Regions from separate parts of the Mus musculus genome. Here regions 1, 2, 3 and 5 are each linked to region 4. The links are chromatin contacts, called in public ChIA-PET, HiChIP or PLAC-seq and promoter capture Hi-C maps. All regions are on one chromosome and are shown on one strand. Each heading gives the region's core, a stretch centred on a gene start, on an enhancer-like site or on the middle of the called end of the contact. The rest is flanking DNA. Distances are from core to core; before and after follow the strand shown. Region 1 holds the start of Gabarapl2 (gamma-aminobutyric acid (GABA) A receptor-associated protein-like 2). Region 2 holds the start of Zfp1 (zinc finger protein 1). Region 3 holds the start of Tmem170 (transmembrane protein 170). Region 4 holds the start of Ddx19a (DEAD box helicase 19a). Region 5 holds the start of Znrf1 (zinc and ring finger 1).

Region 1 (5,086 bases), core at 931-3,430, 940 kb before region 4:
AAATAAACTATCTTGAAAAACCAAAAGAGAGAAAGAGGGAGGGATAGGGAAAGAGAGGAAGGGAGGGAGGGAGGGAGGGAAGGAAAGAAGGAAGGAAGGAAGGAAAAGGAAAGGAAGAAGTTGTACTAAGAACACCTCCTATGGTTTGAGTTTTATAAGCGGCGAATGGATTTCCAAGCCACAGGCCCAGCTAGCAAACACTTCTTACCTGGACTGTGGGACTGTCTTGTCCACAAACAGGAAGATGGCCTTCTCGGAGGGAAGCTGGATCCTTTTCCTGATGATCCACATGAACTGAGCCACAGTGATGTCCGAGGGGACCAAGTACTTCCTCTTGTCTATGTCAACAATCTGAGAGCCCGAGACTTTTTCCACGATCACCTGGGAAAGACGGGTCAGAAGCTCAGGCCAGTCCTCCACAGAGCAACTTTTGCCTGGAATCCACAAAGGCTGCTACCTGGTTCCCAGCACTGTGAGAGGGACGGCGAGGGAGAGCGAGCTCCAGCACTTACCCACAGGGCTTGATTGCTCCAGTCTGATGAGCAGAGTGTGGACAAGGCAGTGTGTGGGAAACGGCACAGATGAGTAAATCAATATGCCCACAGCTCAAGAAGCCCCGCTCTGGAGGCCCAGAGCTGACTGATATTCCTCATTTCTGATCTCAGCGTTTGTAAGAGAAGCACAGCTACAAAGCTTTCTATCTTCTTCCAGAGACAGGGTCTCTCTGTTAGTCCCAGATGTCCTGGAACTGTAGACCAGGCTGTCCCCAAACTCTGAGATCAGCTGCCTCTGACCCCTGAATGTTGGGACTGAAGGCACGTGCCACCCCACTGCAAGGGTAGCTCTCTAACATTTTATCTAGGCCGATGAAAAGATTGATCTGGCTAGGGTTTCATCTGTCATCTTTTGATCCATAGATAGACCCTGTTAGAGCATTCCAATCCCCAACAACACTGGAAAGAAATGGATGAACTAAGGGCAAAGCTATACAACTACAGCCACCCAAGAGCCGACATTTTCATTTGGCCTGTTGCTTCTCTCTGAACAGTTAACATTTATCCTCCTGCTTCTCAAAGGGACTGTTTACAAGCAAAGCACTACAATAGTAAGACTTTATGTCCTTCAAAAATCAATAGTGATATCAGAAACGATCGCCCCAACTAGGGCAGAAAGCAGAAATAAAGCAACATACTTATTGATTAGAGGCAAAACGAGAGCATTTCAGATTTGTTAGTCAAACAAGGATGGCAGAATCAGGGTAAAGAGAAACTCGAAGTTAAAGGTCCAGCGTTAAAGATGACTACCTTGAAAGGATGCTACCGTATCCAACCCCAAATGCCAGTCTCCCTCCACCATCATTCCCCAAAGTGGCAGTGACCTGTTGCCCTGTCCTAGAACACGGTTCCTTACATAATTGGTGAGGGAGCCGAGAGGCTGCAAGCAGCTTGCTGCCCTAGATCGGGAGATTCAGCACTGGTGCCCCTGGACAGCACCAGCCCCTTAAGCCCCAAGCTTGGGCCGGCGGAACCCCAGGCTGTCCTCGGTCTCTGGGCTACACCTTGAGACCTTAAGTTCTCAACTGTTGCACGGCCTAGCGCGCCCGCCCGACACCTCTCCTAGACGCTAAGGGTGACAGCGGGGTGAGGGGGCGGGGAGTCCACACTCACCGGAACTCGGTCGGGGTACTTCGCTCTGATCTTCGCGGATTCCACGCATCTGTGTTCTGGGGAAGAAGAAAACCAGGCTGACATTCGCACTTGCCGGACAGCAGGGCCGCCGCTGCCGGAACCCCTTCTTCCTGTCCGCCCTTCTCCGCCCGCAACCTGCCTGCGTGCGTACGCCCCGAGTCCTAGCCCCGGAGTCCCTCGCCACAGATCCCCTCAGGAACTCCCAGCGAGATCCACGTAGGGCGACACGGGTCCGTGGGAGGCGCCAGGATGCCGGGGCCTTGGCGACCCAGCGGGCCCGGCAGGGCGGCGGGAGTGGGGGAGGGGCCGCGATCTGGGGCCCCGCAGGCCGACCGCGCTTACCCAGAGAGTGGTCCTCCTTAAACATCCACTTCATGGCGACGGGAAGCGACGGAGCCGGCTCTTCGAGCCGCGGACTTCGGCGAAGCGACCACAACAACAACGGAGGCGGCGGCGGCAGCGACGACTACTCCACAGGCGGGACTTCCGGCTGCCGGAGCCTAGCAACCTCCCGGGGCGGGGCTTCCGGCGGGCCTGGTAAGAGCTTCAGTAGGCTACGATTACGTGAGAGGGCGGAGCCTAAGCGGAGACCTAGGAGCGCTCCTGGGAATGGAGACTGACGTAGGTGGCTGGGAAGTCTGTGAGTGACAGTGGAGACTTTAGGAATTAGTGACTGGAATGGAGTTTCAGGATTGTGCATGACAGGCAGGTCATGGCTCATAGCTTGGAACGCTTGTAAAGGGCTCTGGAAGGGGAAGTCTGGGGCTTAAGGAGAAATGAATATTAATTTTTGGCTGGGTGAGAAGGCGGGAGCTCGGCATGGAGGGATAACCTGTTCCAAGCGCTGTGTGCAACGAGTACTGGTGACCACCTAGAGGTCTAGTATAGGAGTTGTTGCACCTAAAATTTGATTTAAACAAATCTCACTTCCCACTCACGAATACATATTTTAAACATTCATGAACACTTATGAACAAGTACCACACATACTCATTTAGTCAACGGAATATCCCTGATCACAGAGATTCTTTATCGGAAACTGTCAGAGGCGAAGTGCCAGTGTCAGGCGGGGAGGATTCCTGGGAGAGCTGGTCATAAGACACCCTAGGAGAAGGAGCTGGCAGTGGGAGTGGCTCGGCACTAACCCTGAGCTGTGGGTGTCACCTGCCCTAGGCACAAGCCTCGAGGTTCCACCCCTGTCCAAGTCGTAGCATAGTCATCCAGGAAGTCGGCTCTGGGTCACCATCTGTTTATGCACTGGTGAACACAGAACATGAATATGCAGTTAATCGGCCACCTGACCACGTGCTTATATGATCTGCCGCATCTGTAGAGCCAGTGTTTGAACCTTGTCATCAATCATTCCCTACAGTTGAAATTCCTGATAGATGCTGTGGCTATAACTTCATTCTGAAAGTATTTGTTATTTTCCACTGGGGGGAGGGGAGAGACTCAGTTCCCAGCAGGTAAAAACGCTTGGTGCCAAGCCTGCCAGACGGAGTTCAATCCTGAGGACCCAAGTGATGGAGGACAACCTGTTTACAAAGGTTATCTTCTGGCCTCAAGGCATTCACTGTGGCAAGCCTCCATACACATACACACCCAGATGCAGGGAAGATAATGAAAATCTTAAGGAAAAAAAAATTTAATTTAAAGAACTTTTAAAACTTTGTGTTAGCTGGGTGTGGTGGCCCATGCCTTTAATCCCAGTACTTGGCAGGCAGGTGGATTTCTGAGTTCAAGGCCAGCCTAGTCTACAGAGTGAGTTCCCAGACAGCCAGGGCTACACAGAGAAACCCTGTCTGGAAAAAAAAAAAAAAAAAAGACTGTGTCTGAGCAACTAGGTGTTTGTCTTCTGCAAAACAAAAAATGCATTGAGTGTTATGTTGCAGACATAACACAGTGCTGTTCTGGAGACTGGGAGAAATCCATGGAGCAAAACAAACAACACCCCTGCTGTAGCAGAGCTTTTGTGCCTTGGGAACAGAAACTAAATGTCAGGTGATGACAGGTGACATTTAGAAAAGTAAAACAGTGGATGACAAGAACATGAAGCACTGCTGGGGTGGAGGGCTACTACAGAAATTGTCAACTGCCAGGAACACAGGGGACCCCAAGTGGCTAAAGAAATGAGAAGGAGTGGGACGAGATAAGGGTCAGAAAGATCTGGAACAAACCGGTGTTTTGAGTTGCACAACTGTGACTTTTACCATCAGGTAACAAGAGCTTTTAAGAAGATCTGTAATGCATTCAAGCATTTTTTTTTTTTTCAAGATAGGGCTTCTCAATTTAGTCCTGGCTGTCCAGGAAATCACTCTGCAGGGCAAGATAACCTAGAACTCAGAGATCTGCCTGCCTCTGCCTCCTGAGCTCCCGGAACTAAAGAACTTTGCCGACACGCCCAACTCATTCAGACATTTTTTTTAAACGATCAGGTTAACCTGGGAGTGTAGTTCAGAGATGGAGCACACCCAGGCCTGGATTTAATCCCCAATGTAAGAAAGAGAGAGACGGGAAAGAAATCACTAGCTGGAGATTTAGCTTAGCCAGTAGAGGACAGCATGCCTGAAGCCTTGGGTTCAATCCCTAGAAACACATAAACCAGCCTGGAGGTTTATACCTGAAATCTCAGTTGTTTGTTTGTTTGTTTGTTTCTTTTGTTTTTTTGGGGTTTTTTTTTTTTGGTTTTTTTTTTTTTTTTTTTTTTTTTTTTTTTTTTTTTTTTGGTTTTTCGAGACAGGGTTTCTCTGTGTAGCCCTGGCTGTCCTGGAACTCACTTTGTAGACCAGGCTGGCCTGGAACTCAGAGATCCACCTGCCTCTGCCTCCCCAGTGCTGGGATTAAAGGCATGAGCCACCACGCCTGGCTTTTTGTTTTGTTTGTTGAGACAGGGTTTCTCTGTAGAACAGCCCTGGCAGTCCTGGAACTCCCTTTGTAGACCAGTCTGACCTTGGACTCAGAAATCACCTGCCTCTCTCTAGGGTTAAAAGTGTGTACCTCAGCCGGGCATGGTGGTGCATGCCTTTAATCCCAGCACTTGGGAGGCAGAGGCAGGCGGATTTCTGAGTTCTAGGCCAGCCTGGTCTACAAAGTGAGTTCCAGGACAGCCAGGGCTACACAGAGAAAAGCTGTCTCAAAAACAAAAAAAAAAAAAAAAACAAACAAAAAACAACAACAAAAGTGTGTACCTCTATGCCCTGTTCACCTGCAAAGTCAATCAATGTGGAGGCAGGAGAGTTGGGAATTCAAGGTCATCCTCTGGTATCATTGGGTTGAAAACCATCCTGTTTCAAATCTATTTCTCAGGGGCTGGTGAGATGACTCAGGTAATAATATCTGCTGCCAAGACTAAGGACCCTTGAGTTTTGTCCCTAGGACCCTTGTAATGAAAGAAAAGA
Region 2 (5,381 bases), core at 51-2,550, 650 kb before region 4:
TGGAACTCACTTTGTAGAAATCCGCCTGCCTCTGCCTCCCAAGTGCTGGGATTAAAGGCGTGCGCCACCATGCCCGGCAAGAAATCATTTTAACCTCAGTAGTCTGTCACTTTTCTGTTCTTATAGCCACTTTAATGACTGTCTGCTGTGCCAGGAAACCGCAAAAGCTATGCCCAGCTGCCGTGAAGAACAGACTGTGTTCAAACAATAAGAAACCACAAGAACTGTGCCCTGCTGCCCGTGAAGAGAACACTGTGTTTAAGAGATAAGGAAATGTACTTTTGCTTAGCTTTCATTTCAAAGAAACGGGGGTTGGAGGTTCGGGATTACTGGAATTTATGTAACCATGGATTTTTTTTTTTAGAAAATGATTAACAGCGGTAAAAAGATTTAATGAATAAATCTTTAGTAAATAAAAGACTGGGTTCAGTTTCTGACAAGAGAACACATGAACTGACAGCTTGTATCCACTACTGACTCATATATTATTCAGTCAGCACCACTCCCACTCACCCCTTTCTCAGGACCATCCTCACCTCAAGCTGAGGCTGGACCTCGGCAACATACTTATATGAAAACTTTTACCCAAGCTAAACAGAAAAGTCAATATTAGAAAAAAAGAAAAGCCAATGTTAGGAAAAAAAAAAAGAAAAAGAAAAATCTGTTATACTGACGCTCAAACCGGAAGTAACGGGATAGACGTGATAATTCCGTGACAATATAACTGGAAACACCAGACACCAGGAACAAGGAGGTTCCAGGAGCCCGCAAAGCCACCGTGGGGGCGTGGCTAGCACCGTGAGCCCCGCCCCCACACCCTCGTGGAGGGTCAAGCGCGCGCCCGCCCGCCAGGCTTCCAGACTCGCCCCCGCGCGGCCTGAGCCCCGCGACGGCCAGCAGTGGCGCGTCTCCCCCCAAAGGGAGGCTGAGCCCGGGAGCTGCCCGTCCTCCTCCGACCCCACACACGCCGACCGCGAACAGCCCATAGGGACCGACTCTCAGAAGAGCTCGAGGCCCGACCCTACGCCCAGGGGTCGCCGCGGCCCGCAAGGCGTCGAAGTTGAGACTCCCACTCCGGCGCAGACGCGACCTTCCTCCCGGGCCCGCGCATCCCGGCCTTGCAGACATACCTGGAGGGGTCTAGCCTCCACTCGCGGTTCCGGGTCACGAGGCTCGCGGAGAAGGGGGCTCTTGTCACCCACTCGCGACTGCAGGTGGGGGAAGGGCGAGCGCTAGCGCTTTTGCGCAAGCGTGCACCTTGTGGAGCGAGCGGCCGTTCCCAGAGTCCTCGGAGCTGTGACGCTGAGGTGTAGGACTACAATTCCCATAATGCCTCTGAGCCGCGCTGCTAGGAACTCTGGGAAACGTACGCATTATTAGTTGGGTAGGGACCGTTTTTTCCAAGTTAACAGTCTGGTTTGTGTTACGGTCCCTTTCATCTTCCTGTGCTGTTAAAAACCCGGATTTGGAGTAACTGATTAAAACTTTCAACAACAAAATATGTGCGTTAAAGCAAATCTCAACCGCACTGGAAGCACACACCTTTCTGGGTGTGGTAGTGCACGCCTTTAATTCAAGCTAGTGAGAAGTAGAAGCAAGCAGAGATCCCTGGGAGTTGGAAGACTTAGAAAGTCTCAGTCCAGTCAAGGCTACAAAGTGAGATCCCCGTGTTACACCCACCCAGACACACACATTACCACTACCACCATTTTCCTTAACCTCTCGGCTCTACAGTTACTTTTGGAAGCACTGGCACAAATAACCCCATGTTTGTTGGTTTGAGACAGGGTCTTGTCAAGCCTAGGCTGGCTTCAAACTAATGATCTTCCTGTTTCAGCTCCCTGCTTACTGGGTTCTGGAGAGGGGAGGAAGCTAAGTAAACTCACTTCAGATACAAAAGCTTCAAAATGAAAGCTTCATTTTCTGTATGGGGCAGCCAGTTCTGGATCTGAACCTCGTCCCCCAAGGGAGACTGCACTGCAGGATGGGAACACAAAGGGGGGCGGGGAGGGGCTGTTGCAGTGACTAATCATATTTTGACACAAGGAGTTAAGGAAGTTTAACATTGGTGGTTGTGCCTTATCCTGGTTTCAATGTCCTGAGTCAGCTTTTGCAGTCAAGTCCCCTCCTGGACTCTGACCTGGCATTTAGAATGATAAGGGAACTGCACGTAGTCCGTTAAATCACGACAGGAAATAAATACACTTACTATTTGCATGCCTTAGTTAGATAATGGGATAATGGCAAAACCCCCTTTTTATATCCATTACTGGTTAACACACAGACATGAAACACCTGAAGAAGCAGGATAGGAGTTGATTCTGGGATCTGGGAACATGAACTCAGTTTTGGCCCTGCCAGCAAGATGGAACTTGTTTCTGAGATGGTTAGACTCATGAAATGTCTCCTAACAGGCGAACGGTACCATGCTCAGTATGATTTTATTTCTGTTTTGACCGTGATTATGAACACTGCATAGCTGCATGCATATGGTGCACATCCATACATATAATAGTCAAAACACTCATGCACATAAAATCGTAAAAATTTGTTGTTGATGATAATTTTAACTTTGCATAAAATATACACAAAACTATTTCTGAGGCATGGGGGGGTCAGGAAGGAAAGGAACGGGGATAGAATTGATCCCAGTGCTCAGAAGTAGAGCAGCAGGAGTAGGTGAAGGCTGATCTGGGCTATGGGAGACTGCCCCTCACATAGAGGGGGAGTAATCTCTAATCTCTCTAATCTCAGCACTTGGGAGACTGAGGCAGGGTCACTGCTATGAGTGTGATACCAACCTGGGCTGCTACACAGTGAGTTCTAGGCTAGCCTGGGATAGAGAGTTGAAGACCAATCTCAAAACTAGAGCTGGAGCCTGCTGTGGTGTGCTCAATTTTAATCCCAGCACTCAGGAGGCAGACACCATTGAATCTCTGTGAATTTGATGCCGTCTTAGATTGCATAGTGAGTTCCAGTACAGCCAGGGCCATGTAGATTCTTCTTAAAAAAAAAAAAAAAAAAAAAGCACCACCACCAGCAAAAGCAGGGCTGGAAGGTGGTTCAGAGGATGACGGTGCTTGCCAACAAGCCTGACGCCTTGAGTAGCAGCCCTGATCCTCCACATGGTGGAAGAAGAGAACCATTTCCCACAAGTGATCCTCTAACTTCCACATGCACACTGGCACATTTGTGAGTGCACACATGCCATATTGTCATCTGTATTTGTTTTTTTGTTTTTTGTTTTTTTGTTTTTTGTATTTGTAAAACATGGGAAACTATCTAGATCGTTCGATGATTGTGAATCAAACTGTAATTATATACAAACAGAACTGGAAGAGATGCTGAAAAGGATCTGTGCTCAGAGGATGGAGGTGTCTAATTCACCAAGAAATGAAAAAGGCAGGAGTTACATGAGAGTCTCTCAATGTGGCCCTAGTTAGCCTGGGGCTGCAGCTCAATAGAAGAACATTTGCTATCTTGTAAAGACCTTGGGCTTGATTCCCAGCACACACACACCCACATCTACACTAAAATAGAATGTGTCCCTATTTTTGTAAAAAACTATGCATATTTTGAGATGAAACTCAAAGATACAAAAAGAGTTTGTTCTCTCTCTCTCTCTCTCTCTCTTTCTCTCTCTCTCTTTCTCTCCCCTTTATGATAACACCATCAAATGAGCACTCCCTGGGTGAGCTGTTCCTAAAGATTTTGCAAAATTCAAAGGTTTTTTTTTTTAAATCATTTTCTCCCTTAGGAAGAGAGTTTGGAAGACATAGTACATGTTTTGCTGAAATGCATTTTTCCCTCTCTTTTCTTTTTTCTTTTCTTTCTTTGTTTTTGAGATGGTCTTAAATGTTGAAGACACTCCTTGAAGTTGATACCCAGGAGTGGGATACTCAATGTGTAGCTCAGAACAGTCTTGGACTTCTGATTCTCCTGCCTCTGCCTCTTGAATGTTGGGGTTAAAGATATACACCACCAGACCGGCTCTAAGTGGGGCTGGGGATAGACCACAGAGCTTTGAGTGAGCATGCTGCTGACTGAAGGACATCCACTGCCTGAAATACGACTTAATTTCATTTACTTCCCACTGTGCACTCAGGACTCAAGTGTTAGCCACCTCCACTGGATACTAGCAGTTGTGTGGTACCCTCAGCATGCTGCCATATGTCTCTTAACTCCAAACACGCACTCCCCTGCTACTTTGTATTGTGCTTGGATGTACGTTTTGGCAGGGGCAGCGCGTGTGCAGATATTTTCATCGTTAAAAACAGAGACAGTTGAGAGTGGAGCAAAAGCCCCAAGGCGTCAAACAATACTGTGAGTTGCTCATGGATTAGTGACAGAAATGTAATTTCTACGTACTCCCTCAATCACATCTCTAAACACTACCACAGCCCCAGGTGTGGTGGCACACACCTTTGACCCCAGTACTCTGAGAGTTCCAAGCCAGCCAGAGCTACATATAGTGAGATGCCACCTCACAAACAAAACAATCAAAACAGAAACGAAACAAACAAAACCCACCACAGCCACAAGCTTCCTCCCTGTATTTAAGTTCCTTGGTCTTGCAGCAGAAAGGTGACTGAGCAGCTCAGAGCACGCACTCACTGTTCTGGCAGAGGACCCAGCACTAAGGTTCAAGGACTCACAACCACCTTGTAACTCCTCCTCCGGGATTTGATGCCCACTTTTGACATCCATGGTCCTCTGCATTCATGTTCTCGTACACACAGACAGCAATGATTAAACTTAAATCTTTCGGGGCTGGAGATGCTGGTTTAACAGTTTAGAGCACTTGCTGATTTCACAGAGGACCCAGAGGACCTGAGTTCAGTTCCCGGCTCCCACACAGTAGCTAAAAGATGTCCTTAACACCAGTTCCAGAGGATCTGACACCTCATCCTGGTGTCCTTGGGCATTGCATCCCCCTGGTGCACAGACATACATGAAGGCAAAGCATTCATATATGTTAAATTAAAAAATCTAAATATTCATTAAGTGTTTTTAAAATTAAATATTTGAGCCGGGTGTGGTGGTACATGCCTTTAATCCTAGCACTTGGGAGGCAGAGGCAGGCGAATTTCTGAGTTCGAGGCCAGCCTGGTCTACAGAGTGAGTTCCAGGGCTACACAGAGAAACCCTGTCTCGAAAAACCAAAATAAATAAATAAATAAATAAATATTATTTAAGGTCCTTGCTCTTCCACTTTGACTCTTTTATCCAGGTGTGGACTTAAACCATCACAGTTGGATCATTTGAAAATGGCTCATTGGGGCTGGAGAGATAGCTCAGTGCTTAAGAGCACTGGCCACTCTTCTAGAAGTCCTGAGTTTAATTCCCAGCAACCACACATGGTGGCTCACAACCATCTGTAA
Region 3 (5,407 bases), core at 1,986-4,485, 880 kb before region 4:
GGGTTCGGGGGAGATATAAACAAGAAGAATCAGGACTGAATAAACTGCTGTTAGAAGGACTGGTGGTCGTGTCGTTCTTGCTGGTCGAGAGCGGACGCGACAAGCCAGGGCTACAGAGAAACCCTGTCTCGAAAAACCATAAAAACAAAAACCAAAAAAACATAGTTAATGCTGCATTTGAAAAAAAAATATATGTGTGAGGGGTAGGGGAGGTGAGAGGCATATATGTATAGGTGCTCTCAGAGGCCAGGAGAGGGTGACGGGTCCTCTGGGTTGTTGTGAGCTTCCTGGCAGGTCCTCTGGAGGAGCTGGAAGCACACTTAATCACTAAGCCACTTCTCCAGCCCCCTCCTCAACTTGAGACAGCTCAGGCTGGCTTTGCACTTACCAGTAATCTTCCTTTCTCTTCCCAGATTTGAGATTACAGGTGTGAGCTGTCATACCTTACACTCTTATGCTCTCAGAGCAGTTTCTGTTCCTTAGACTCTTCTTTTGTGCTTATAAAGATATGGAAGGGCTCCATGAATTTGTGTGTCACTCTTGAGCAGGGGCCGTACGAATCTCCACATCATTCCAGTTTTACCTATGTGTCATGCAAGAAGCCACTCCTTTCCTTTCATTCTTTCATTAAAAAAAAAAAAAAAGTAATAGAAGCCAGATATAGGGCTGGTGAGATGGCTCAGTGGGTAAGAGCACCCGACTGCTCTTCCGAAGGTCCGAAGTTCAAATCCCAACAACCACATGGTGGCTCACAACCATCTGTAATGAGATCTGACTCCCTCTTCTGGAGGGTCTGAAGACAGCTACAGTGTACTTACATGTAATAAATAAATAAATAAATAAATCTTTAAAAAAAAAAAAAGAAGCCAGACATAATTTGCACAGAAAGTTGCAAGCCAGCCAAGAGAACGCAGCAAGACTTCATCACAAACCAAACCAAAAAGGTAATAGAAATTGTGGGAGTTTATTCCAAAGGAGAAATGAGAAGATTGGATGACCAGAAAAGGCAAATACTCAAAAGTCTCAAAGTACATTTTCCCTACAAAATATCGATGCTTTGCTTTCTAGGTCCTTCCATTTGGCTGTCAAACCACCAAATTTTCATGTCTATATAGGCAATCTACAGATTCTCCCTGGAAGGCTTCTTAGGGACCTTTGTGAAGTGCTGGGGATCAAACCCAGAGCTGCAGGCATATGAGGCAAGGCGTCTCTCAGAGCTATAACCAACCCAACTTTAACTTCTTTCCTTTGGGAGGGAGGTGAACATCTGGGCATTAATGGATATAGCACACTTATGGGAAAGGGCTGTTGGCATTGTTCATGCTATCCTGTAAAAGCAAAAATCCTACAAAATCTAAAATGCTGACAAGATGTCTAAATATACTGAAAAACAGTTGCTGTAAAAGGTTTTAAAGTTATTGATTTATTATATATGTGTATTAGTCTGGATTCTGCAGAGGGAGAGAACTTAAATATTTATATTTATTAATGAATATGTTAAATTATTTATTGAATGTATCATATATATATATATATGTATATATATGATTTATAGAGTGGCTTACAGGAAGTGGTCCAGCTAATCCAGCAATGGCTGTCTACTAATGGAAGGCCCAGAGTCCAGGAGTTGTTCAGTCCATGGGGCTGGATGACCCCGCTGGTCTTTCAGTATACACTGGAATCTCTAAATAGGTTCTAATGCCAGTGTCTTAGTTTGGGTTTTACTACTGTGAGGAGACACCATGACCGAAGCAACTCTTATAAAGGCAAACATTTCATTGGGGCTGGCTTACAGTTTCAGAGGTTCAGTCCATTATCATCATGACAGGAAGCAGGGCAGCAGGCATGCTGGAGAGGGAGCTGAGAGAATCTCAGCAGGAGAAACTGTCTCCTCCGCACTGGGGTGGAGCTTAAACACTAGGAGACCTCAATGCCTGCCTACCCAGTGGCACACTTCCTCTAGCAAGGCCACACCTCCTAATACGTGCCACACTTCGCATGGGCTAAGCATATTCAAACCGGTAGATGGCGTGGTTCAGATCAAAGGTGGATTTTCCACCTCAAAGATCCAGATTATAGGTATTGCTACTTTAAATCCCTCACAGGTTTCGCCAGCCATTGCGGTTTTAGTTCATTCCAGGCGTCGTCAAGTTTACAACCAGGGAGAGCCATGGCCATATGTGTGTGGGAACCTGTGCAGGTCAAAGGACAACTTGCAGTTATGGGTTCTCTTTTACCACGTGGGCTCCTGAGATGGAACTCAGGTCACAGCTCCTAAAAGTTTCAACTTCTGTGACTTAGAGAATTTCTGGTCCTTTTTTTCTTTTTGGTTTTTCGAGACAGGGTTTCTCTGTATAGCCCTGGCTGTCCTGGAACTCACTTTGTAGACCAGGCTGGCTTCGAACTCAGAAATCCGCCTGCCTCTGTTTTGGTCCATTTAAAAAGTCTTATTTTTGCTTGTTGGTTGTTCGGAAGTTGAACCTACAGTCTTTTGTTTTGTCTTGTATTTGCTTTGGTTTTGGTTTTGACAGAGTTTCTCTATGTAGCTCTGGCTGTCCTGGAGCTTATTCAGTAGAGCAGGCTGGCCTCGAACTCAGAAAGCTGCCTGCCTCTACCTCTTGAGTGCTGAGTTTAAAGGCACGTATCACCACCGCCCAGCGAACCTATAGACTTTGACAGGCTAAGCAACTGGGGTTGGAATCTAGGGATGTGCAGCTAGGCTGGTTCTCTGTCAATACATATTCAGTCCTACAGAGAAATTTGAGTAGGCTAGTGGTCACTTAATTTTTATTTTTGGTGATGTATCCTTGTATACTATTTTAAAATGTATGTGAGTCTATGTGTATGTGAAGGTAAAAAGACAACCATGGGAGTTGGTTCTCACCTTTCACCATATGAGTCCTAGGGATGGAAGGCAAATCCTTCATGCTTGGAGGCAAACACCTCGCCTCTACCCGCTGAGCAATCTCACCGGACTTGTCCTACTTAAAGGTGGCACTAAAGAGGGCAGAGCCCAACACACCCAGATGGAGCAGAAGAAACTTGCCACTAGGGGCGCAGCATGCCGTGGGTTTCTCTAATCGAACGCAGCGCCAGGGGGCGGGAACAACCGTTACCCCGCCCCCTCCATCTGCGGCGCCCTGTGATTGGAAGGAGAAACGATTACTCTAGCAGCGCCGTTGGAGTGGGCGGGAGAAGAGGGCCGGCCAAAGGTGACGCCGTGGCTGCGGAGGTGCGGTACTCCGCGGCGCGGCGGGCGGTGGATGGCGGCGGGATGGAGCGCGAGGGGAGCGGCGGTGGCGGCGGCTCAGCCGGGCTCCTGCAGCAGATCCTCAGCCTGAAGCTCGTGCCGCGGGTGGGCAACGGGACCCTGTGCCCCAACTCCACTTCGCTCTGCTCCTTCCCAGGTACGCCCCGCCCCGCGCCTGCGCACTGCGCACCTGTCGCCTGCCTCCCAGGGCGAGGCCGAGGCAGCCCTGGAATCGCACTTGGGGCGACGGCTGTCCAGTCCTAGTGACTGCTAGTATCCTTCCTCTGAGAGCCTGTGTGCTGACGCTGTCCTCTGACTCTGTCCTACACCCACTTTCCCACCAGCCTGCTCAGACCTGTTGCGGATTCCCCCACCCGCACCTAGAAGAACTTAAGACAGAACTTCTAAATTGCTCTTAGCTCTTACCCGGGCTTCGCCGCCTTCTGCCAGGAGGGCTTTTAAAGTTACATTTACATTGTAGAACTGCTACAATTCAGAAAGTTGTGGAGAAGAGAATGATCCCCTGAGGTTATTAATAAAGGCCCTCAGGGGAGGGCATGATTGCTTTGGGTTTTTGAAGGCAAGACGACAGAGGCGGGGGTGGGGTGGGGTGTGGGGGGGTAGGGGTATTAGGACACTGCCGCAAAGAGAAACTAACCCAGTGACGTTGTAAAAGAGGATGACGGGTGGGATTGCTGACTGCAACCTTCGACCAGACACCTGTGAGTCTCATCTACTGGGCAGCGACTGCCAGGCGCCTCTCGGTGGACACCTGGGACCTGCCTGTGTAGTAGCTGACAAGGTGGCTGCCTTTTTGTTTTGTGGCAGCTGAAGATGTTAGCTTGTGATCCTGCCCACAAGAAAAGAGTCTGGGAGTTCAGATTGTTTCCAGAAGTACTAGTGTCCCACCTGACAGTGATTACAAATAAATACATATATAAATAAACAAACAAATCTGAAAGTGATTACAAATAAGTAAACACACAGACACACAGCATTCTGGCGACCTTCTCCAAAAGATGAAGGGTTCTTTCTTTCCTAGGATTCAGTGAGTCTGTTCTAACTCATTTTCTTACTTCTCTCCCAACTATTAAGGAGATTTCCAAACCTGAGAAGGCGAAACAGAGAATAACAAGTACCCATATGCTTAGTTCGGGTGGTAAAAGTCACATGTCTACTTAAAAGCTGAGGCTCATTAGGCACTTGTGAGACCATCATAGGTGGGGTTAGGTAGGCCTAGATGGTAGGCTAGATTATGGGGCCACAGTTGTATATTTGGCTGGTGTTGATGGATGTCTCATGCAAAGCAGGACTATTCTGGTTTTACAGCCTTGGTCACATCAATGTGCATGTGTGTACACATCACAATTTAACTTCCTGCACTGCGGAAGACGAGACATTAGGATTCTTGAGCTCAAAACTTCTGAACCAGGGATGTGTGTCCTGTCACTGTCACGGTGCCCCCAAGTCAGATCACTTCTAAAATCCATAACACGGATAAAGGGATGTTATTTAAATAGGCCTTATTTAAATTTTTCTCTAGTCAACCAAATAGCTTTTTTCTTAAAAACAAAAAATTGCCGGGCATCGTGGCGCTCGCCTTTAATCCCAGCACTCAGGAGGCAGAGGCAGGCAGATCTCTGAGTTCGAGGCCAGCCTGGTCTCCAAAGTGAGTGCCAGGACAGCCAGAGCTACACAGAGAAACCTTGTCTCAAAAAAAGAAAAAAGAAAAAAAATTTTAAATATATGCATGTGTTTGGGTGTGTGGATGTGAGTACAGGTGCCCACCCAGGCCAGAGGCCGGGAGTTACAGGTGGCTGGGCTATCTGACCTGGTTGCTGGAAATAGAACTCAGGTCCTCTGAAAGAGCAGCAACCACTCTATCTCTGAACTGTTTCTTCTTTGTGATTCTTTTTTTTTTTTTTCATTTTGTTTCTGTTTTTATTTGGTGAGAGAAAGAGTTGTTTTACCAAGAAGGAAAAAAGGCAGATGGCCTGTGAGCTGAGAAAAGGGAGCCGGTCAGAAGCCTTACTGAAGTCCAGATGCTAATCAAGAGTCAGACATGAGCCATAATGCGTCAGCGCTCAGGGCTCACTGGGAACTGAACTCAGATCCTCTGGAAGAGCAGCAGCCGCTCCCAACTGCTGAGCCATCTCT
Region 4 (5,700 bases), core at 367-2,866:
CTGAACTTGTACAGAATAAAGAACACTTTGCATTTACAATCTATTTGAGTTGGTGTGTGTGTGTGTGTCATTCTTCAGCAAATTATGGACCCTTAGAGTGGTGATGGTGCCTAACTTTAATCCCAGCACTCGGGAGGCAGAGGTAGGCAGATCTCTGAGTTCAAGGCCAGCCTGGTCTACAGAATGAGTTCAAGAACAATCGAGAGCTACACAGAGAAACCCTGTCTTCACAAACCAAACCAAACCAAACCAAACCAAACCTAAATATCTTGCAAACCTAAGACAAGTCAAAACTTGAACTTCTTAATTGTTGTCAGACACTATGTCTTCTCTAAGAAGTATGTCCCAGCAGATACATGAAGAAATAGCCATGTTCTTGGTACTAGAATAGGTATGCTTGGTAGTGCAATTTCAAGAGGACAATGGGCAGTTAGACTCAAAATATATGCATTTTGAGACTAGGTCTCCTGTAGCAGAGACTGGCCTTGCACTCTCAATCTTCCTCCTACACCTCCCAAGTACTGGAGTTAAAAGTGTTCACTACCATTCCATTAAAATTTTGCACTATTTTAAGAGCATCCTTTTTGTGAAGTGCCTAAGTCATTCAAACAGCTTTACACAACTATCATGACTTAAAATGTATCCCAACAGAGGGAAAGTACTTCTCTTATCCCAGTATTTGGGAGGCAGAAAAAAAAAAAAAAAAGCCACGGGATACATGAAATTCTTGACTCAAAAAAAAAAACAAAAAAAAAAAAACAAAACTAAATACATATCCACACACATAGGATGTAACTCTGTTTTGTTTGTTTTTAATTGTTTTTTGAGACAGGGTTTCCTCTGTGTAGCCCTAGTTGTTCTGGAATTTGCTCTAGTGGCCTCTGCCTCCCAAATTCTGAGATTAAAGGCCTGTGCCACCTATGCTCAGATCATTTCATTCTTAGTTGTATGTATATGCATGTGTGTCTGCGACTGCAAAGGCCACTAGAGAGCGTTCTATTTTTTTAAAAAATATTTATTATTTATATGTAACTACACTGTAGCTGTCTTCAGACACACCAGTAGAGGGTGTCAGATGTCATTACGGTTGGTTGTAAGCCACCTTGTGGTTGCTGGGATTTGAACTCAGGACCTTCGGAAGAACAGTCAGTGCTCTTAACCGCTGAGCCATCTCGAGAGAGAGCGTTCGATCCCTTGTAATCTAGGTGTTGGAGATTATTAAGGAGGAAACCGAGTTCAAGGTAGCCTTGTTTTAAAACAAGATACCTAGTTTCAAAACCAAAAAATGGGTAAGTATTTTGGTTATGAAATGAAGCGATTGGGCGAGTACTAAGTAACTCTGCAGAGCTCTAGGACGTTAACTCAATTAGATCGCACCTAGCGAGATGGAATTTTTTTTTTTTTTCCTCCTCTTTTTAGCATTTCGAGACAGGGTTTCTCTGTGTGGCCCTGGCCGTCCTGGAACTCTCTCAGTAGATCAGGCTGGCCTCAAATTAAGAAATAAGCGACTCAGGACCTTAAAGTGCTAAGCTCCGCATGCTTATCTTCCTGGGGGCGGAGCGTGGGTGGAAGACGGACGCGCGGGGCAGGAACTGACGTCAACTCCGCGCGGGTCTTTTTCCGCTCCGTGTGAGTGGCACTTGGCGCGGGCTTGCGTTCGGCGCTGGTGTTGGCGGGGCGCGGAGCATCTCTGCAGGTCGGCTCGCGTCGGGACCATGGCCACCGACTCATGGGCGCTGGCGGTGGACGAGCAGGAAGCCGCTGTCAAGTCGGTCAGTGGCCTGGTGGGGATTAGGGGACTGAGGCGGACATGGTTTCCAGCACGGGGACCTCAGAGCCGGGCCAGCCCGCGCTCGCTGGAGTTTGCTGTGGGCGATCACTTAGCGCGGCGGATTTGCTCCGACAGCGAAGAAAACCCGCAGCGAGCTTCTTATCCGAGTTTGGACTGAAAAGTTGCTCCCATGGTGACATTGTCTTTATTAAGTGTGTGAGGCCCCAAACTGGCCCTTCTCTTGACCTCTTACAAGAAATGGCAACATAAAATTCTCTCTTTTTTTCGTTGTTGAGGGGTAGTTTTTGAGTGAGTTTATGCTGCCTTTCCCCTAACAGCCCCACATTCATGCTTAACCGCCAAGCGGCAGTTTGTAGCTCGCCAGAATAACGGGTTTTGTTTGTGTTAATGCTTCACTTAGCAACAAATGCAAACTGTCTAGTTGCTATTTTAAGTGTCGTATAGTTTTTGTTAGATTGTTTTTGTGTTTTTGGAGGGGTGCGTTGGTGGGTTCGAGACGGTGTAGCCCAGGTTGGCCTCTGACTTGCTAATTAGCTGAGACTGGCCTTGAGAGCTCTTGCATCCCTATCCCTCCGCCTCCTCTTAAGTGTATGAGTTACAGCTTTGCTGCCTGTGTTTTTGACACAGCCCAACTGGCTTCACTATTTACCTCGGGGTCGCCTCAAATACTTTCTTTTAATATCTTATGTTTTCTATGTGTGTGTATGGGTGTTTTGCCTGTTCGTATCTATGCACCACACTTGAGCCTACATATGTTAGAAGAGGGTTTTAGATCCCCTTGGAACTGGGATTTACAAACTGTTGTGAGCCACCATGTGGCGCTAAGAACCAAACCCTGGCCCTTCCGCAACAGCAGCGAGCTCTCTTAACTCTTAAACCAATTCAGCTGAAGAATGAGCAGTTGATTTTCTTTTTTTTTTTTTTTTTTTTTTTTTTTCCATTTTTTATTAGGTATTTAGCTCATTTACATTTCCAATGCTATACCAAAAGTCCCCCTTACCCACCCACCCCCACTCCCCTACCCACCCACTCCCCCCCTTTGGCCCTGGCGTTCCCCTGTACCGGGGCACACAAAGTCTGCGTGTCCAATGGGCCTCTCTTTCCAGTGATGGCCGACTAGGCCATCTTTTGATACATATGCAGCTAGAGTCAAGAGCTCAGGGGTACTGGTTAGTTCATAATGTTGTTCCACCTATAGGGTTGAAGATCCCTTTAGCTCCTTGGGTACTTTCTCTAGCTCCTCCATTGGGAGCCCTGTGATCCAGCAGTTGATTTTCTTAAGAAGCTCTCCTTATTCTTTGTTTTTAAAAGTTATTTGGATTTGCTTTGTGTATATCCTCGTATTTTGAACATGGATGTGCCGCATTCATGTGTGGAGGTCAGGAGGTAGCTTGTGAGGGTAGGTTCTCTTCCTCCAGTTTGTCAGGCCATCTTATGAACCCCATCTGAAGTTTCAAATCTAGTGATTATTCCTAAGACATAGTGACTGAATTTTTTTTCTTCAATTTAATTCTGTGTGTAGCCCTGGGTATCTTGGAATTTGCTCTGTAGACTCAGAGACGCACCTGCCTCTGCCTCCTGAGTGCTGGGACTACAGGTGTGTGCCACCATGCCTGGTGTAATTACATGTTTTGAGAAGAGGATCTCACTTTGATGTCCAGACTGGCTTCAAACCCCTGGAATCCAGTAATCTTCCTGTCTTACCTGGAATTGCAGGAAAGGACCACCATACTCACATGTTTGGCTTTTAAAAATGTACTATCAAAAACTGGGGAGTTAGTTTTGTAAATCACCCTTGCCTAGCCTGAATAAGGTCCTGGGTTGGAAACCCTAGCACTACAGGGGTTTAAAAAAATGTATGCCCCTAATCTCATTATGAGAGGACTGTCACCACAACTACTTAAACATCCTTGATTTGTTCAAACCATTCTGCTTATCAGGAAGCTGACGTAACCTCCTTGAGATAAGCCTCGCCACCACCCCACCCCCCCAGCATGCACATACCCCCCAGCATGCACATACCCCCCAGCATGCACATACCCCCCCAGCATGCACATACCCCCCAGCATGCACATACCCCCCCAGCATGCACACATACCATTCACCACACAGAGTTGTGAACATTTCCTGTTCAGAGAGGCAGGATTAATCATCAGGGTCTGTGTGTGGCCAGTGAATCCAGAACAAAGGATGCCAGGCTGTTTATTGACTGGCCGTTCCTAGCTATGGGTTACTCTTCACTCTCGAGAGAGCTGTGTGTTAACACATTTGTAACCAATCATGGTTTAATGGACTTGCTTCGTTTTTTTTTTGGTTTTTTTGTTTTGTTTTGTTTTCTTTCATCAGGCCTTCTGGAGGCTACTTTAATGTGGTTGAATTAGGAAACTCCAGATGGTCTTAAATGTTCAGACCATTCCAATGTATATTTCTGCTGATCCATGTGCATAAATGAGGACTAACCAACCAATGAAAAGTTCTGCTGTGTGATGCATCCCCAGGTCTGCTTGCTTTCTCATGACCTCTCTGCCATTAAAGGAGAAAGTGTGTTCACCTGCTTTTTCTCTAGAAAACCTGGTTCCTAAACTCTTTTTTTTTTTTTTTTAAAGATTTATTTATTTATTATATGCAAGTACACTGTAGCTGTCTTCAGACACACCAGAAGAGGGAGTCAGATCTCATTAGGGATGGTTGTGAGCCACCATGTGGTTGCTGGGATCCGAACTCAGGACCTTCAGAAGAACAGTCGGGTGCTCTTACCTGCTGAGCCATCTCACCAGCCCCTCCTAAACTCTTTTACTGTTGTGGTGGTCTAGATGAGATGTTCCCCGTAGACTTAGACATTTTAACACTTGGTCCCCAGTTGGTGCTGCTGTTTGGGGAGTCTTAGGAGCTTTGGCTTTGCTGGAGGAAGTATGTCCCTAGAGGCAGGCCTTGTGAACAGAAATTGCCTTATTTCGATACAGTTAAAGATTCGAGCCTTCAGCGTCTGATCTCAGTTGCTGTGCCTTTGCTCTGCCATCGTGGACTCTTATCCCTAGAATAACTGTAGAACCACAAGCCCAAGTGAAGTCTTCTGTAAGTTGTCCTGGTTATGCTGTTTCGTCACAGCAATAGGAAGTCAGTAATACACATGAGAGTGTGCATCTCCATTTCTCAAAGACCTACAGTAGGTCAGTCAGAGAGGGCAAGTTGGGGGGACAATACCACTGTCAAGTACAAGCGAGATCAGTACAGTGCCTCTAGGAAGAGTACCAGCACACCAGTACAGGTGTGTTGGTTCACACTTAATTTCAGCACTTGGGAAGCTGAAGCAGGTGGATCTCTGAGTTCAAGGACAGCCAGGGCTATGTACAAGACCCTGTCTCTAAACCAGTAACCCACGATGTTAACTTAGGGATCTGGGGGACAGACCCAGGGCTCTGGGAACATAAATCATTTGTCGTAGTTGCATTTGTCTTTGTTGATGCAAGATACAAATCCATGACAAGAACAAGAGTTTAAGAGTGGTGGTGCACGCCTTTAGTCCAGCACTCAGGAGGCAGAGGCAGGTGGATATCTGAGTTTGAGGTCAGCCTGGTCTACCTGGTGAGTTCTAGAACACCCAAGGCTATACAGAGAGCCCTGTCATAGGAACCCCCCCCGCCCCCCCCCCATAGTATTTTTGGCTCCCATTTTAAGAAGGGCACATGGTCTGTAATGGTGGAAGGCATGGTGCTGGAAAGCACGCCGTATCCTCAAGTCAGGAGGAGAGCTGCTGGTGCTGCTTCATTCAGTCCTCATTCAGTCCTGGACTGGGAAAGGTGCTGCCCAAATTACAGTGTAGGTCTTCCTACCTCGGGTTAACCTTTCAGGAGTTTGTCTTCCATTGTACGTACCATCAAGTTGACAATCAAGATTGTCATACCACC
Region 5 (5,540 bases), core at 885-3,384, 540 kb before region 4:
ACTTCAAAAATTATGGAATTGATCAAAAGAAGGAAAGATACAAAACCAAACAAGACAAAACAAACCCTACCTTGTTTTGCAATGAGCTACAACAGTGACCTCACAGGTAAGCCCTCCATAATGGACCCTGAGGACAGGAGAATGATTTCTCCTACACAGCAACAAAAATTGCCCAGTTCAGGCACAAGAGTCTGAATACTTAACTGCTTCACTCAGACTGGTAGTTAACAAGCAGCAACCCCACACCCCTTTTGACCAGTTTTCTAGAGGCCTGCCCTGGCTTCTCAGGACAGCCAAGCAGACAGACCTGTTTTCCTGTAGAAGTCTCTGCCAGGCCTTTGCTGCCCTACCACCAGCCAGGGCCTGGGAAATCCCCCTCCAGCCTTTTCCTGGCCTGTCACCAGAAGTGCACAGAATGAGTTCATCTCCATCCTTTCCATCTTCCTCTTCCCTAGTCATGTGCCAGCTGTGGGGCAATACCACCCCACCTCTCCTGGGCTCTATGAAAAGAAAAAAAAAAAAAAAGATGCACAATCACGGGAAGAACAAGCACTTATCGTGGAGCAGGGGAAAAAAGATGGAGGGATGTGAGAATCCCTGAGCCAAATCTACTGCATGCAGACCAGAATCCTGGTCCTGCAAACCCAAAGACGGAGGCTTTCCACATAGCAGACCACACCTGTCTAAGCCAGCCTCCTGTTCCATTTTAAACAATTGATACAGCAAACCAGTCGGGTGGAAAAACAAACCACCTCCCTTTCCTAGCGAGAATAAGAACCCTAATCCAAGAATCACTCGCCCCTAGTTTTATTTCTTTTCTCACTCTTTGTTTAGGAGACACTACCTCCTTAACCAGAAAGGTAGGTACCATGCTGCAGCGGCAGAAATGAAGAGTCTCAGACAAGAAGACCTTTGAGGATCATGACGCTAATAAATGCGACCTCAATAGGCAGGTTTCACTCAGCCATCCACAAGTGAACACATGCCTGCAGTCCTAAGGTACCCGGCTCCACACGCCTAGTAGGCAGCTTTCCCCCTAGGCAGTAGTTATCTTATTTGATCCTATTCATCCTCTGACATGGAAGGAACCAGGGGAAGGGCAGGAGTTAGCTTCATACCCATACCTTAGCACATTAAGAGGTTTCGGGCGCCCCGGCGCGCCCTCCCTTGCACTCCACCCTTCAAGGCCTCCGTCACCCGCGGACTCACCACTGTGCGAGCTGAACCACCTGGGTGCGATGTGCAGAGGTAGAGCATCCGCCAGCGAGGCTCGGGAGCCCAGGTACAGCATCCCGTCTCTATGGTGACCGCCGCCGGTCTCTTGGTAACCATTGCCGTGGGCATAGGTGGAGTCCGACGTGGACCCTCCGCCGCCCGGCGCCCTCTCGGAGTCGCCGGTCCCGCGGGAGGCGGGGGTGTAGAGACTAAAGGGCACCCCTCCGGCCGTGCTGGGGTCCATGCCCATGCCCGCCACCGAGCTGACCGAGCGGCTGCGCAGCCCCATCGCCCCGCCGCCCGTCCGGTAGTGCCCAAAGTGGGGCGCCCCTCCCGGCGGCGGCACGGCGCTGTCATCCGTAGAGACCCCCGGGAAGGGGCCCCGAGAGCGGGCCGCCGTGCTCTGCTTGCCCCCCATGTTCGCCGGGGCCCCGGTGGGGCGGGAACGTGGAGGCTGAAACCCTCCCCCACTACTCAGAAGCGGGTGGAGGTCTGGGCGAACATAAAGGCGGAGGGTTGGGGTTGGGGAGAGTCACAAAAGAGCCCCGAGGGGAGAAAAATGAAAAAAGGTGAGGGGGGGAATCCTCAAAAAAAATCCGCGGGGTGGAAAAAGCAAGCGAGCGGGGACCCCAAACTAAGAATTTCAAACTGTCCAAGCCGAATGCATGTTCCCCTTAAGGTCCGAAGAAGCGCGGTCCAGAGCCGGCGCCTCGCGCCACAGGCCGCCCCCGGGCTCCGGAGCCTAAGGAGCCGCAGCGAAGGGAGGGAGGAGCCGGAGGAGGCCGCTCGCCCGCAGCAGGAAGCGGCGGAGGCTCCGGGCGCCGCGCCGTTCGCGTCCCCCGTCTCAGGACTCCTCAGCCCGCGCCGGCGGCCCTCACTCCTCCAGGCTTCGGGAGGGCTCGCGGCGGTGGGGCAGCCAGGCGGAGCTCTGGAAGCCGCGGTCGCGTGGCGTCGCGCTCCGGCTCCAGCCGCCGCCGGCCCCGCCAGCCAGCCGCACCGCCCCGCTCCGTCCCGGGCTGCGCTCGCCGGCGCTCCTCGCCGCCGTGGAGACAATGGAGGGCGGCAGAGCGCACGCGCGGCCCGCGCCCCCTCCCTCCTCCCGCACCCCCCCCCCCGCCGGGTTAACCCCTTCGCGGCCCCTGCGGCGCAGCAGCGAGCTGCGGCCTTGGAGGTCCCCACCCACCTACCGCCTGCGCCCCGGGCGGTCCAGGGACAGGACGTCTCCAGCCGCCGGGCGTCTGCGACAGAGGTCAGACTTCCTCTGGATCACAGCTCTGCTGGAGTCGCGGCGAAAGTCGAATCAATGTCTTCAAAACGAGACCCTGAGTGGGGGGAGGGGTAACGACGGTTTTAGCGGGTAGGAAGGAAACACCGAGAAGAAAGAAAAACCAACTAATAAAGCCTACCTGGGTTTGAAGGGTCACTGGGGGAGCTCCCCTCCCGCCACAGACCTGCCCTCACAGCACCCTCTGGTGGATATGCTGTCCATTCGTTTGGAGGTTCTCCATCCAAGGACCCCAGCCAACCTTAGGAAGTTTAGCATGGGGGGCGGGGGGGGGGGGGGAGGAGGGAATCAGCTTGGACCCAAACACATTTGGGATTAGCTGTTAGGAGATACAACAGTGCCCCAGTGGCGCCTAGACTTTGCTGTCGTTAGATCAGAACCAACTATTTGGGTCTGAATCGATTCCTTAGGCTAGAATATAATCCTCAAAATCAATAGGTGGATTAAAAAAAAAAAAAAAGTAAGAACCATGCAGCGGGAAAGCTGTTTTAGAAACTCCTTGCCCAAGGCCGATTGCTGTTTTGTTTATCATGTATTTTGACATAGAGCCATATTTTGACATAGAGCCACAAGGCAAGGGCACAGTACTCAATAAATATTTGTTGACCAAATTGCATTTTGCAACAGAGACTCACCTTGCCAGGTCAGTCCCAGTCTTTCTCATATTTTCACTTTGCTTATTCTTTGAGCAAATAATTTTTCAAGTGCTCAGCTCTGAGCACCGTAAGCATCACCCAGTCACTAACCTGACCTTCTCTTGTCACTCTGTCAAGTGGGCTCCGTGCTTCCGAAAATGGAATTGGAGGGAGATTTAAAGGGGCTAATAGACTTGTCTCTTCCAGTGTGACTAGCCTGGAAGGCCACAGAAAGATGGTTGTTTGCAAGCACAGAGTGCTGGGGGTGAGCTAAAAGCTTCGAACAAGCTGGGCAGTGGTGGCCTATGCCTTTAATCCCAGCACTTGGGAGGCAGAGACAGGAGGATTTCTGAGTTCGAGGCCAGCCTGGTCTACAGAGTGAGTTCCAGGACAGCCAAGGCTATACAGAGAAACCCTGTCTCGAAAAAAAAAAGAAAAGAAAAGAAAAGAAAAAGAAAAGCCAATGCAAAAATTTTCATGGCTGTGGTGCTCACCTTAATCCCACCACTCGAGAGGTAGAGGCAGGACAATCTCTGAATTCCATGCCAGCCTGGTCTACAAACCAAGTTCCAGTACAGCTAAGGCCACACAGAAACTCTGTTACAAAAAACCAAATTGCGTGTGTGTATCTAGGGGCTGGAGAGTTGGCACAGGGGTTAAGAGCGTTTGTTCTTAGAGAGGCCCCAGGTTCATCCCAAGCACCTATGTGGTGATTCACAGCCATCCATAACCCCAGAGGCATGATACATGCATACATACAGTCATTCATATATAAAAAAAAATTAGTAGCCGGGCATGGTGGCACATGCCTTTAATCCCAGCACTTGGGAGCCAGAGGCAGGCGGATTTTTGAGTTCCAGACCAGCCTGGTCTACAAAGTGAGTTCCAGGACAGCCAGGGCTATACAAAGAAACCCTGTCTTGAAAAAAAAATTAGTAAATAAAATTTTATAAAAATAAACGTAAGGGTTGGTGAGATGGCTCAGTGGGTAAGAGCACCCGATTGCTCTTCCGAAGATCCAGAGTTCAAATCCTAGCAACCACGTGGTGGCTCACAACCATCTGTAACGAGATCTGACGCTCTCTTCTGGTGTGTCTGAAGACAGCTACAGTGTACTTACATGTAATAAATAAATCTTTAAAAAAAATAAAACAAACACACTGAGATAATATCCAGAATATTATCTGTGTCTAAATCAGGAATGTGTGCACTTCTAAAACTGAACTGAGTGATCTGAAGAAAATTTTAAAAACTACTAGAGGCTGGAGGGATGACTCAGAAGAAAGTACGTTGCTCTTGCAGAGGACCTGAGTCTGATTTGAAGCATCATTTCCAAGAAATCAGATGACCTCTTTTGGTTTCCATTGGCACCCGCACATAGGTAGCACTCACTCATGTAGACATATACACATACAAATAAAAATCAGTCTGTAAAAAGGAAACATCTATTTTTTTTTTCTCAGAAGAAAGACTATGGTAATCAGAAAACAGAAAAAAAAAAACCTAGATTCTTGACACATCTACTTTTGAAAAATACGTTATAACCATCTTAACAAAGTTGTTTTCATCTTATTCACTACACACATGTGTGTATGTGTGTGTATGTATGCATATATAGTTATCCCCCAACTCAGGTGCTGGAGATTAAAGCTAGGGCTTCATATATGCTGGGCAAGTACACTACTAGTGAGCTATAACCCATTCCCTAATAAAATATTTAAAACTGAGAAGTTCCAGACTCTCCTAAATTCTAGCATACAGTGAACAAGACAGTTGGCGTTCCCTTTCTCATAACCTTCAGAACAAGCATTTTGTGCCCTCTTGAATGGCTATGATCAGAGGAAGATGGTAACCGCTGCGGAGAGATCAGACCCGCCAACCTTCCTGCTGGCAATGTTAAATGGTTGATTGTTTTGGAAAGTTGCCTGGCAGTTCCTCAAGAAGATTAAACAAGCTGAGTGTGACAGGCTCACATCTTTTATGTCAGCAGTAGGGAGACAGAGGCAGGAGGCTGGCTGTGCTTAAGGCCAGCCTGGGCTACATAGTTTCAGTCCAGCCAGGGCTACACAGTGAGATTCTGTCTCCAAAGGGGGTGGGGGGTGGGGGGTGGGAAACAGCTACAATAAGATCCAGCCAATTCATTCTTAGAGGTATGTGTGTGTTTGTGTAATTATATATATATAAATATGTGTGTGTGTATATATATAATGTGTGTATATATAATGTGCTTGTATGTGTATATGTATATATGTATTAGTTTTTAGGGTTTTTTTTTCCTTTTTCTTTTTTTGGTTTTTTGAGACAGGGTTTCTCTGTATAGTCCTGACTGTCCTGGAACTCACTTTGTAGACCAGGCTGGCCTCAAACTCAGAGATCCACCTGCCTCTGCCTCCCAAGTTCTGGTA

Evidence for each region. Promoter capture Hi-C pulls out the DNA fragments that hold promoters and counts their contacts. ChIA-PET counts read pairs in DNA pulled down with a chosen protein or histone mark. HiChIP or PLAC-seq counts read pairs in DNA pulled down with a chosen protein or histone mark.
Region 1: an H3K27ac HiChIP or PLAC-seq map of microglia shows a contact between it and region 4, with 5 times the contacts expected there. The contact joins the promoter of Gabarapl2 here to the promoter of Ddx19a in region 4. A contact is called at or near these places in 1 of 39 promoter capture datasets (cranial neural crest) and 1 of 115 datasets of contacts at active chromatin or transcription factors (microglia).
Region 2: a contact with region 4 is called in an RNA polymerase II ChIA-PET map of memory CD8 T cells, with 14 read pairs. The contact joins the promoter of Zfp1 here to the promoter of Ddx19a in region 4. A contact is called at or near these places in 2 of 39 promoter capture datasets (liver and pre-B cells) and 2 of 115 datasets of contacts at active chromatin or transcription factors (memory CD8 T cells and pancreatic cancer cells).
Region 3: a contact with region 4 is called in a FOXA1 HiChIP or PLAC-seq map of pancreatic cancer cells. The contact joins the promoter of Tmem170 here to the promoter of Ddx19a in region 4. A contact is called at or near these places in 1 of 39 promoter capture datasets (liver), 1 of 115 datasets of contacts at active chromatin or transcription factors (pancreatic cancer cells) and 1 of 9 other capture datasets (adipose tissue).
Region 5: a contact with region 4 is called in a promoter capture Hi-C map of liver, with 3 times the contacts expected there. The contact joins the promoter of Znrf1 here to the promoter of Ddx19a in region 4. A contact is called at or near these places in 3 of 39 promoter capture datasets (embryonic stem cells and liver) and 3 of 115 datasets of contacts at active chromatin or transcription factors (bone marrow-derived macrophages, memory CD8 T cells and pancreatic cancer cells).

What each region holds. Positions count from the first base shown.
Region 1 is chr8:111,937,797-111,942,882 of GRCm38.p6, reverse strand. It overlaps Gabarapl2 (gamma-aminobutyric acid (GABA) A receptor-associated protein-like 2), which reads right to left and starts at 2,180. Exons shown (of 4, transcript NM_026693.5): 1 at 2,031-2,180; 2 at 1,668-1,723; 3 at 209-381. The coding sequence starts at 2,064.
Region 2 is chr8:111,639,362-111,644,742 of GRCm38.p6, reverse strand. Zfp1 (zinc finger protein 1) reads right to left here and starts at 1,300. Exons shown (of 4, transcript NM_001037665.2): 1 at 1,131-1,300.
Region 3 is chr8:111,874,503-111,879,909 of GRCm38.p6, reverse strand. Tmem170 (transmembrane protein 170) reads left to right here and starts at 3,235. Exons shown (of 3, transcript NM_025781.2): 1 at 3,235-3,407. The coding sequence starts at 3,275.
Region 4 is chr8:110,993,739-110,999,438 of GRCm38.p6, reverse strand. Ddx19a (DEAD box helicase 19a) reads left to right here and starts at 1,616. Exons shown (of 12, transcript NM_007916.2): 1 at 1,616-1,772. The coding sequence starts at 1,716. Gm51551 (a long non-coding RNA gene) reads right to left here. Exons shown (of 3, transcript XR_003947457.1): 2 at 3,891-5,700; 3 at 2,983-3,496.
Region 5 is chr8:111,533,234-111,538,773 of GRCm38.p6, reverse strand. Znrf1 (zinc and ring finger 1) reads right to left here and starts at 2,134. Exons shown (of 4, transcript NM_133206.4): 1 at 1,210-2,134. The coding sequence starts at 1,633.